Linked DNA regions of Sus scrofa: regions 2 and 3 are each linked to region 1. The links are chromatin contacts, called in public targeted proximity ligation maps. All regions are on one chromosome and are shown on one strand. The core of a region is the stretch at or near the end of the contact, and the rest is flanking DNA. Distances in the headings are between cores, read along the strand shown. Region 1 has its middle 41 kb from the start of PRKCB. Region 2 overlaps PRKCB (protein kinase C beta type). Region 3 overlaps PRKCB (protein kinase C beta type).

Region 1 (3,206 bases), core at 223-2,722:
AAAGGCCCTGCCCAGACTTGGCTTGATGCTCTGCTGTCACCATCTTGAAATTCATAATTGTTGAACCAGGGACTCCACAGGTTGGTTTTGTACTCAGCCTCCCAAACGATATAGCTGATCCTGGTCCTGGGGCAGATAGACTATAAGAAAACTTTACTTGAGGAGCTCCTGCTGTGGCACGATGGGATCAGCAGTGTCTTGGGAGCCCTGAGATGCAGGCTCAACCCTCAGCCCTGCACAGTTGGTTAAATATCCAGCATTGCCGAAGCTGTGGCTTAGCTCTTGACTGGTGCTCTGATCTGATCCCTGGCCTGGGTGCTCCATATGCCTCTGGGAGGCCAAAAATGAAAAAAAAAAAAAAGAAAAAGAAAAAAAGGAAGGGAGGAAGGAAGGGAGAAAGGAAGGAAGGATGGGAGAAAAAGGAAAAAGAAAGAGAAAGAAAGAAGGAAAGAAGGAAAGAAAGAAAGAGAGAAAGAAAGAGAGAGAGAGAGAAAGAAAGGAAGGAAGGAAGGAAGGAAGGAAGGAAGGAAAGAAGGAAAGAAGGAAAGGAAGAAAGGAAGAAAGGAAGGAAAGAAGGAAAGAAAGAAAAGAAGGAAAGAAGGAAGGAAAGAAAGAAAGAGAACTTTACTTGGGATCTAACCCAGGCCACTTTCCAGCTCATCAGACCTTTATTTATTTATTTTTGGTCTTTGCGTCTTTTCTAGGGCTGCTCCCGTGGCATATGGAGGTTCCCAGGCTAGGGGTCTAATTGGAGCTATAGTTGCCGGCCTACATCAGAGCCACAGCCACACTAGATCCGAGCCGCGTCTGCCACCTATACCACAGGTCACGGCAACGCTGGATCCTTAACCCGCTAAGCAAGGCCAGGGATCAAACCCGCAACCTCATGGTTCCTAGTTGGATTCGTTAACCACTGTGCCACGACGGGAGCTCCGATCATCACACCTTTAGAGTGTGTGTGTGTGGTTTTTCCATCCCCGATCCATTGGCCTTGAGTAAAAACTATGACGAGACTAGAAGCTCCTAAGAGCATCTAACTTTGTATCTCGGCGAAGATTTCACAATGGAGGGAGTCTTTAAACTGAGACAGAAACTGGAGTTCCCTGGTGGTACTTCAGGTTAAGGATCTGGTGTGTCTCTGCTGTGGCTCAGGTCCCTGCTGTGGCATGGGTTCAATCCCTGGCCCAAGGATTTCGTATGCCAGGGACACAACAGCAACTACAACAAAAAGCCTGATGGCAGTTAGCCAGTTAGCCATCAAGGATGAAGAAGCGTCTGCGAAGCAATGACATGACAGAAGGTGCTGTGGGCCAAGGGACAAGCCTGTGTAAAGACTTAGAAGAGAGGGGAGGGTGTGTTTAGGGAACTCGCTTGTCAGACTTCCTGTTGCTAGAGGCAGAGCAGGCTCTCAGTGACCCTGACCGCAAGGGATGCTCCTAACGGGGCCGGATGAAGCTTGAGGGCTAACCAGAGAGGCAGGAGGCAGACAGAGTGTCTAGAATGGCATAGTCACTTTGTACCAAGATTCTTGTCACTTCCCCTCAGCAGTTCGTTCCGCCTGGTCGGCCAGAATTTGGCCCAAGACAACGGTTCCTCTGCACACTTCCTCCAGCTTCTGAAAGACGACAACGTCAGCAAGAAAAATGAAGAACTGGCCAGAATCTCAGAATGCAATTAGCTAAGACGGTCTACAGGTATCCACAACACTGAGCTGCTATGGAAGATAAGAGAGGTAGTTTAACTAAGTTGGTAGACGATGGACTTGTTAATACATGGTTTGAGGGCGTTCCCGTCGTGGCGCAGTGGGTAACAAATCTGACGAGGAGCCATGAGGTTGTGGGTTCGATCCCTGGCCTTGCTCCATGGGTGAAGGATCTGGCGTTGCCGGGAGCTATGGTGTAGGTGGCAGACGCGGCTCGGATCCTGTGTGGCTGTGGCTCTGGTGTAGACTGGTGGCTACAGCTCCTATTCAACCCCTAGCCTGGGAACCCTCCATATGCCGCGGGAGCAGCCTAAGAAATGGCAAAAAGATAAAAATAAATAAATAAATAAATAAAAATGGTTTGAGGAGATCTGGGTGGTTATCTAGATTTAAAGGAGGGAGGGTAGTTTGCTACCCCATTCCTGATATCACATTAATTCCTTAGGGCCAAAATGTTAATATCAAAAAAGAAACCAAGCTGTAACAGAAGAAAAAGAAAAAAGCCATTGGAATCCTAGAAAAATGGGGGAAGTTTTTATCATCTTGGATAAGGGAAGACCTTTCTAAGAAAGACATGAATCAGAGACATGATAAGAGAAAAGACTGATACCTTTTACTAGGTATTTCATTTTATTTTTCAAATATCCATATTAAACAAAATCAAAAGACAAACAGCAAATCAGAAAAAAATAGTCACAACATATATAACAAAGCATGGGCTAAGTTTCTTAATGTAAAAAGGCTTTTTAAAAATTACCACGGAGGATTTCCCTAGTGGCTCAGCAGGTTAAGGATCTGGCATTGTCACTGTTGTGGCATGGGTTCAATCCCTGGCCCAGGGAACTTCCGCATGTCCTGGGTGTGGCAAAAAAAAAAAAAAAAAAAAAAAAAAAATTAACACAGAGTTCCCTCTGCAGCTCAGCAGTAACGAACCCAACTAGTGTCTGTGAGGACCTGGGTTCAGTTTCTGGCCCTGCTTGGTGAGTTAAGAATCCAGCATTGCTCTGGCTCTGGTGTAGGCCGGCGGCTACAGCTCCGATTCGACCCCTAGCCTGGGAACCTCCATATGCCGCGGGAGCGGCCCTAGGAAAGGCAAAAAGACAAAAAAATAAATAAATAAGAATAATAATAATCATGCAAGGAGCACAGCATTGTAAATCAACTATACTTTCATAAAAAAAGGAAAGAAAACAAAGAAAATTAATATGAGGAGCTGCCTTATGGTGCAGCAGTTTCAGGATCCAGCATTGTCACTGCAGTTTGATCCCTGGTCCCCAACTTCCCACATTCCATGGGTGTGGCCAAAAAAAATTAATAGGGGAGTTCCCATGGCGGCTCAGAGGAAAAAAATCTGACTAGTATCCATGAGGAGATCCCTGGCCTCGATCAGCGAGTTAAGGATCTGGCGTTGCTGTGGCTGTGGCGCAGGCCAGCAGGTGCAGCTCTGATTCCATCCCTCACTTGCGCGCTTCCGTATGCCACAGGTGTGGCCCTTAAAAAAAAA
Region 2 (2,962 bases), core at 154-2,653, 160 kb before region 1:
TGTGGCGAAGGCCTCAGCTGCAGCTCCAAGTAGACCCCTAGTCCAGAAACTTCCATATGCCGTGGGTGTGGCTATAAAATGAAAAAAGAAAAGAAAAGAAAAGAAAAATCCCACTAGAAAAATGGACAATTCTTAGGGAATTCCCAAAGAAAGAAATACTACTGGCAACAAGCACATGAAGACATGCCCAAGTGGCTGGATACCTGGGAGATGCAAATTAACACAAGATACCTTCTCACCCATTCGATTGGTAACGATGGAGAAGACAGATCATTCCCAGTGTTGGCACCGACATGGGTTGAATGAATAGTGAACAAAGGAGTGAAAGTACAAACACCTTTCCTGGGGCGGGGAGGGCATCCATTCCTTCTGCTACTTGGTTCTGCATGTGACAGACACCCCGCAATCCTCCAGAGACTCAAGTTAAACCGGGAACATGTTTCCACTGATGTGAGCTGCAGAGCATTGTTTTATATGCAACCACCCTTTCCCATAGCTCTTCTGGAATGGCGGGGCTGATTCAAGGAGGCTAATGGATCTGGGAGCAGGAGTTGGGCAAGACAAGAACGGGGCTTGCTACCCATGGACCACAGGGCTTCTTTGATGGGGGCCACTCCTCCTGTCCTCCCCAGAGGCCAACCAGGGCGCTCAGGCATGCCTCTCACTCAGGGAGAAATGGGCACCAGGGCAAGGGAGGGTTTTATGTGATCGTTCACTATGGAGAACACGGAGGTAACAGACCAAGAGACAAAAGGCAAAGCAGAGAGAAAGGAGAGGCCTTTGCTAAAGTGAAACCGTGGGCAGACGCAGCCCTGGAAGGCCATGCCAAGTCTTAGAAATGGGGGCCCCAGGTCTGAGGGGCCTGCAGACACCAGAAGCCTTCTTCTCTTCCCAGCCCTTCCTGTTTACGGTGGGCCAGGCACTGAGCTAAGAGGCTCAGGGGCCTTATTGCTATGGCCCTCTGATGGAGGTACGCTCAGGCTTCTTTCACAAAGGAACTCAGAGAGGTTAATCAACGTGTGTGAGATAACACAGCTCATCAATGGCAGCACAGGGATTTGGACCTAAGACTCAGTTCTTCACCTCCTCCGCTTAACCACGCGGCTTGGCTTTTCGCTGGTCTAGGCCTAGGAAGTCAAGTCTCAAAGAGGAAGTCCTGCCTGACAGCGGGTTGAGATCGGAAGGCGCTTTATCCACCAGCAAAATAGCGGGAACCCTATGGGGGGGTGGGGGGTGAGGGGAGCCAGTGAGCCAGGCATCTCAGAAGGGAGTCGCTGTCATCATCAGGGGTGCAGAGAGCCTGGGTTACTTCCGGGCTTAGGTGAGTGTGGGTGAGCTCTGCCAGCCTCCCCACCCACATCTGTTTCCCCTAGAGGGATCAACAGGAAAAAAAAAAAAAAAACCTTCACATCAGAAGGGCTGAAGCTGCTGTTGGCAGAAGCAGCAAGGAAGTGGGCAGCTGGGGGGACCACATCCGCCCCAGAGCCAGTCTCTTTGGGACATTATGGGTGGTGGCAACACGGGGAGAGTGAAAGCGGCTGGTCTCTCGGCCCAAGTGAAGAGAGGAAAAGAGGCTCTGAGTCCCAGCGCAGACTGAGTCGGATCTGGAGTCAGGTTTAGCTGCGCTCATGCGGCTCCGAGGGATTTCCCAGAGATCTGGGCCTGTCTGTGACACTTTGGACAATTGACTCAAGCCCTCCAGCCTCAGTTTCCCCAGGAATGGTATACACCTAGGGAGCAGGTTAGGATTGGGGGTGGAGATACACCACTGAAAATAGCTGGTACCTGCTGGCTTTGTGCCCCAGGGGGACCACCTCCTCTGCCTATTTGGAAATGAGGGGAGCTTGTCTGCCTATTTCGCCGCTGTGGCTTCAACACCAACAAGTACGTGTGGCACACCATAGGCACCCAATAGATATTGATGGAATCAGAAAATACCAGGTGCTCAAAAATAATTGTTGAAGAAAAAGGAGCGGTAAGAAGGAAGGAAAGACAGTGAGGAAAAAGAGAAAGAAGGACATTGAACCCCAGGAAGGGTCCTGGCCCGAGAGACGCAGCTAAGGTCGACCAGTTAGCCAATCCAGCTCCCTTGCAGTTCTGTCCAAAAGACTATTAATTGTTTTGTCGCTGTTAACAGGACTCAGTACTGCTGATGAGTAAGTAGAGACCAGGTTCACTTTCTAACAGGTCTGTGGGCTGGAGCCAAGGCTTCCTTTGCCTTTCTTTTCTAGAAAGTCCCAAGGGACAGTTCTTTCTTTCTCCTCTGCATTTCAATCTCATTCTCCCCCTGACCCCCTGCCCATATCCACCTGTAAACTCTAGAAGATTATAAACATGCTAATACTCATACATAGCCTCACAGAGAGCAAGCTCCAGGCCAAACTCAAGTGTTTATACGCCCGAATCACTGTCTCTATTATTTTATTTTATTTTATTTCATTTTTTTTGGTCTTTTGTCTTTTTAGGGCCGCACCTGTGGCATATGGAGGTTTCCAGGCTAGGGGTCTAATTGGAGCTACAGCTGCCGGGCTACACCACAGCCACAGCCATGCCAGATCTGAGCTGCGTCTGCGACCTACACCACAGCTCACAGCAACGGCAGATCCTTAACCCAATGAGTGAAGCCTGGGATCCAATCCATGTCCTCATGGATCTAGTCAGGTTCGCTACCACTGAGCCATGAAGGGAACTCCCCCCCCAAAAAAAAAAAATTTAAAAAATTAAAAAAAAGAAAAAGAGGTGGTGGTTAAAAACACGTGCTTTAGAACTCAGCAGGTTAAGGATCCAGCATTGTCATGGCTGTGACAAGGGTTCGATCCCTGACCCAAGAATTTCCATATGCCATGGGCAGAGAAAAAAAAACACAAAAATATGTGCTTTGCAAGGGACTATATTCAATATCCTATGATAAACCATAATGGAAAAGAATATTTTTTTTAAAAGCAAAATGGGCTTTGGAGTC
Region 3 (3,198 bases), core at 8-2,507, 200 kb before region 1:
CTAGAAGCTCCCATATTGGACACTCATCTTCGAAAATATTATTGAACAGCTCTGGCCTAAAGAATAAAGTTCAAATACCATAGGTAGCCCGGCGTCTACCCACCATATAACCATCACCTCATTTTCCTCTTATCTCCTCCCCTTCCACTGCCGCACACTCCTGCCAGGCTGGATGACTGGCCCCTTCCATACTGTATTTTACTAATTATCCACTGTGCAAATCTGTTCCACAAACGTATCACTGCCAAGAGCCTATCACAGGATGTACACAAGGAAATTGGAGGCAGAGAGCTTAGTTCTCCAACCAGCAGCCTGAAGGTCAGATTGGAGTTAGAAATGATCATTCAGCTCAGACGCCCCATGGGACAGACCATGGTTGACTCATTCCACCTACTTTATTGCAGGTTATAAACTCAGATGCCTACAACAGCCAGGCCTTCGGACTGAGTGAAGCCAGCCCGGTGTCATACAGCAGGGAAGGTGGCTGGGCTGAACCTGAGAGCACATGCCCATCCCAGGACACTCAGGTCCATCCAACAGTGGCCCTGGGATCACAAGTCCAGCGTTGTCAGATAGGATTTTTTTTTATTTTAATTTTAATTTTTTTTAATTTTTATTTTTTGTCTTCTTAGGGCCGCACCCAAGGCATATAGAAGTTCCCAGGCTAGGGGTCACATCAGAGCTGTCAGCCTACACCGCAGTCACAGCAACACAGGATCCGAGCCGCATCTGTGACCTACACTGCAGCTCATGGCAACACCTGATCGTTAGTTAACCCACTGAGCAGGACCAAGGTTCGAACCCACATCCTCTTGGATAGTAGTCAGGTTCATTGCCTCTGAGCCCCAGTGGGAACTCCCAGGATTTTTTTTTTTTAAAGCTCTGTGCAAACCATCCAAAGACATCTGAGTCCCACGAGCTCACAAGCTGTTTTAGCCTGTCATCCTGACTCAAACACTTCCACCTTGACCACATGGTATCTCTGAGCTAAAATATCCTCAACCACAGAGTGAGGATGAGACAACTTACTTCATGAGCTATGAGGATGAGGCCAGATTCACATGTCTGGTGTGTGCCAGCCCCATATCTAATCCTCCATAAAACAATGAATGAATGTATTAACAATGAATGAATGAATGCTTGACTGGGCTCTTGGGTCACCCCCTCACTCAGAAATCATTCACCAAGGCTGAGTCAGGAGGAAGGCAGCTGTGGCCAAGGCAGCGGGCGGTACTGGTGCCTCTGTGGGCGGCTGGCCCCAGGCAGTCAAGCTGCGTGGGCTCAGAGAGTCACACACAGCCTTGCCTGGACAGCCTTGGGTGTGCAGTGCGGAGTTCTTTTTAAACCTGTATGCCATGCTTATGACTTAAAGCGTGGACACTGCAGATAAGCTGCAGTTGAGAATCACTGCTCTGTGCCGTTATCAGAGGCCACTGCTCTACCAATTTCTTATCTCTCCTTCTAGAGATCCTCTCTGCATGTGTGTGAGCACACGTGAGTCTCTACCTATATACGAAATATAATTCTCTATCTATGGAGTTCCCATTGTGGCACAGCAGAAACGAATCCGACTAGTATCCATGAGGATGCGGGTTCGATCCCTGGCCTCTCTCGGTGGGTTAAGGATCCAGCGTTGTCATGAGCTGTGGTGTAGGTCACTAGACACAGCTCAGATCTGGTGTTGTTGTGGCTGTGGTGTAGGCTGGCAGGTACAGCTCCCATTCAACCCTGAGTCTGGGACCCTCCATATGCCAAGGATGCAGCCCTTTAAAAACAAAACAAAACAAAAACAGCAAAAATAATAATAAATCTCTGTCTTTTTTTTTTTTTTAACTCTGTCCGTTTTGTTTCACCCAAATGATACCATTCCATGCCCCTGGCTCTTAGCCCTGGCTGCACAATGACTCACCTGGAATCTTCAAAACAAATCAGGGCTCAAGTCCCACCTCCAGAGATTTTGATGAACGGAGGGGAGAGAAGGGAGACTGGAAACAGGGGACTCAAATGTGAAAGGGCGTTGCTGATCTGCACCTGCCACCCGGGCTTCCTCCCAAACTCACACAGCTGGAGGCCACTCATCTCAACGCCTAGAGAATGACCCCATTCTGCTTCCAAAACCGCATCATATTCCATCCCCTGGGGCCACTGTTTACTACCCTGTCTTAAAGGGAATTCACCAAATTCTGATGAGAATGACTTCCTCCTGTAAGAGAGGAGGAAGCAAGAGCCAACGGCATCAGCTGAGCAGCAGCCCAGCACTAAGGAGGGAACTTGAAAGCAATAGCCTTGGAGTTCCCGTCATGGCTCAGGGGTTAACGAATCCAACTAGGAACAATGAGGTTGCAGGTTCGATCCCTGGCCTCACTCAGTGGGTTAAGGATCCGGTGTTGCTGAGAGCTGTGGTGTAGGTCGCAGATGTGGCTCGGATCCCAAGTTGCTGTGGCTCTGGCATAGGCTGGTGGCTACAGCTCTGATTTGACCCCTAGCCTGGGAACCTCCATATGCCATGGGTGCAGCCCTAGAAAAGACAAAAAAAAAAAAAAAAAAAAAAAAAAAAAAAAAAAAAAAAGCAATAGTTTTGCAGGAGTCAGCCACTACCGGAAAGGAATGTTTTCGTTCATAACGTTACCAAATTTATTTAACTAAGCCAGATAAAGCACTGAAGCCAACAAGAGGTAAAGGACACAGCTCAGAAGGAAACAAACCCATGAAAAGAAAGGCGCCCCCCGCTACCACCTCCTGCGACGCCAACCCTGGTGAGAAGGTCCCTGGGCAGGATGGCTGCTGGGTATATCCTGTTTGTTTGGATAACACATGGAGACTGTTCTTGACCCTTTGGCCTCCCCCTTTTGATCAGGCTCTGAAAGTAGGGGCCGCAGGACCAAATGCCATGGCCTAAGAGGAAACATCAACATCCCTTCATTCACCAGCCACATCCCGCCCTAGAGCTCTGGCACCAGGAAAAGACCTGGTCCTGAAACCAGCACCCATCCTCTCTGCTTCTACTTGGGGCGTCCGACCCCCAGTTCCCGTGAGCTCGCTAAGGATGCCCTCACCCCCTGACTCCCAGGATGGACAGAGGATACGGGCCACAGGGATGGGCATGTGACTAAGTCACCCAGGGAGAATCAGCTTCAGGACTCTTGCTGGAATTAGAAGGAAAGAGGGGAGTTCCCGTCGTGGCGCAGTGGTTAACGA

Evidence for each region.
Region 2: a contact with region 1 is called in a targeted proximity ligation map of alveolar macrophages. A contact is called at or near these places in 2 of 47 Hi-C or Micro-C datasets (alveolar macrophages and blood) and 1 of 2 datasets of targeted methods (alveolar macrophages).
Region 3: a targeted proximity ligation map of alveolar macrophages shows a contact between it and region 1. A contact is called at or near these places in 1 of 47 Hi-C or Micro-C datasets (blood) and 1 of 2 datasets of targeted methods (alveolar macrophages).

What each region holds. Positions count from the first base shown.
Region 1 is chr3:22,422,794-22,425,999 of Sscrofa11.1, forward strand. No RefSeq gene overlaps it. Among named protein-coding and RNA genes, the nearest start is that of PRKCB, 41 kb to the left of the region's middle.
Region 2 is chr3:22,259,233-22,262,194 of Sscrofa11.1, forward strand. All of the region lies in intron 2 of PRKCB (protein kinase C beta type), which reads right to left. Among named protein-coding and RNA genes, the nearest start is that of PRKCB, 120 kb to the right of the region's middle.
Region 3 is chr3:22,226,279-22,229,476 of Sscrofa11.1, forward strand. All of the region lies in intron 2 of PRKCB (protein kinase C beta type), which reads right to left. Among named protein-coding and RNA genes, the nearest start is that of PRKCB, 160 kb to the right of the region's middle.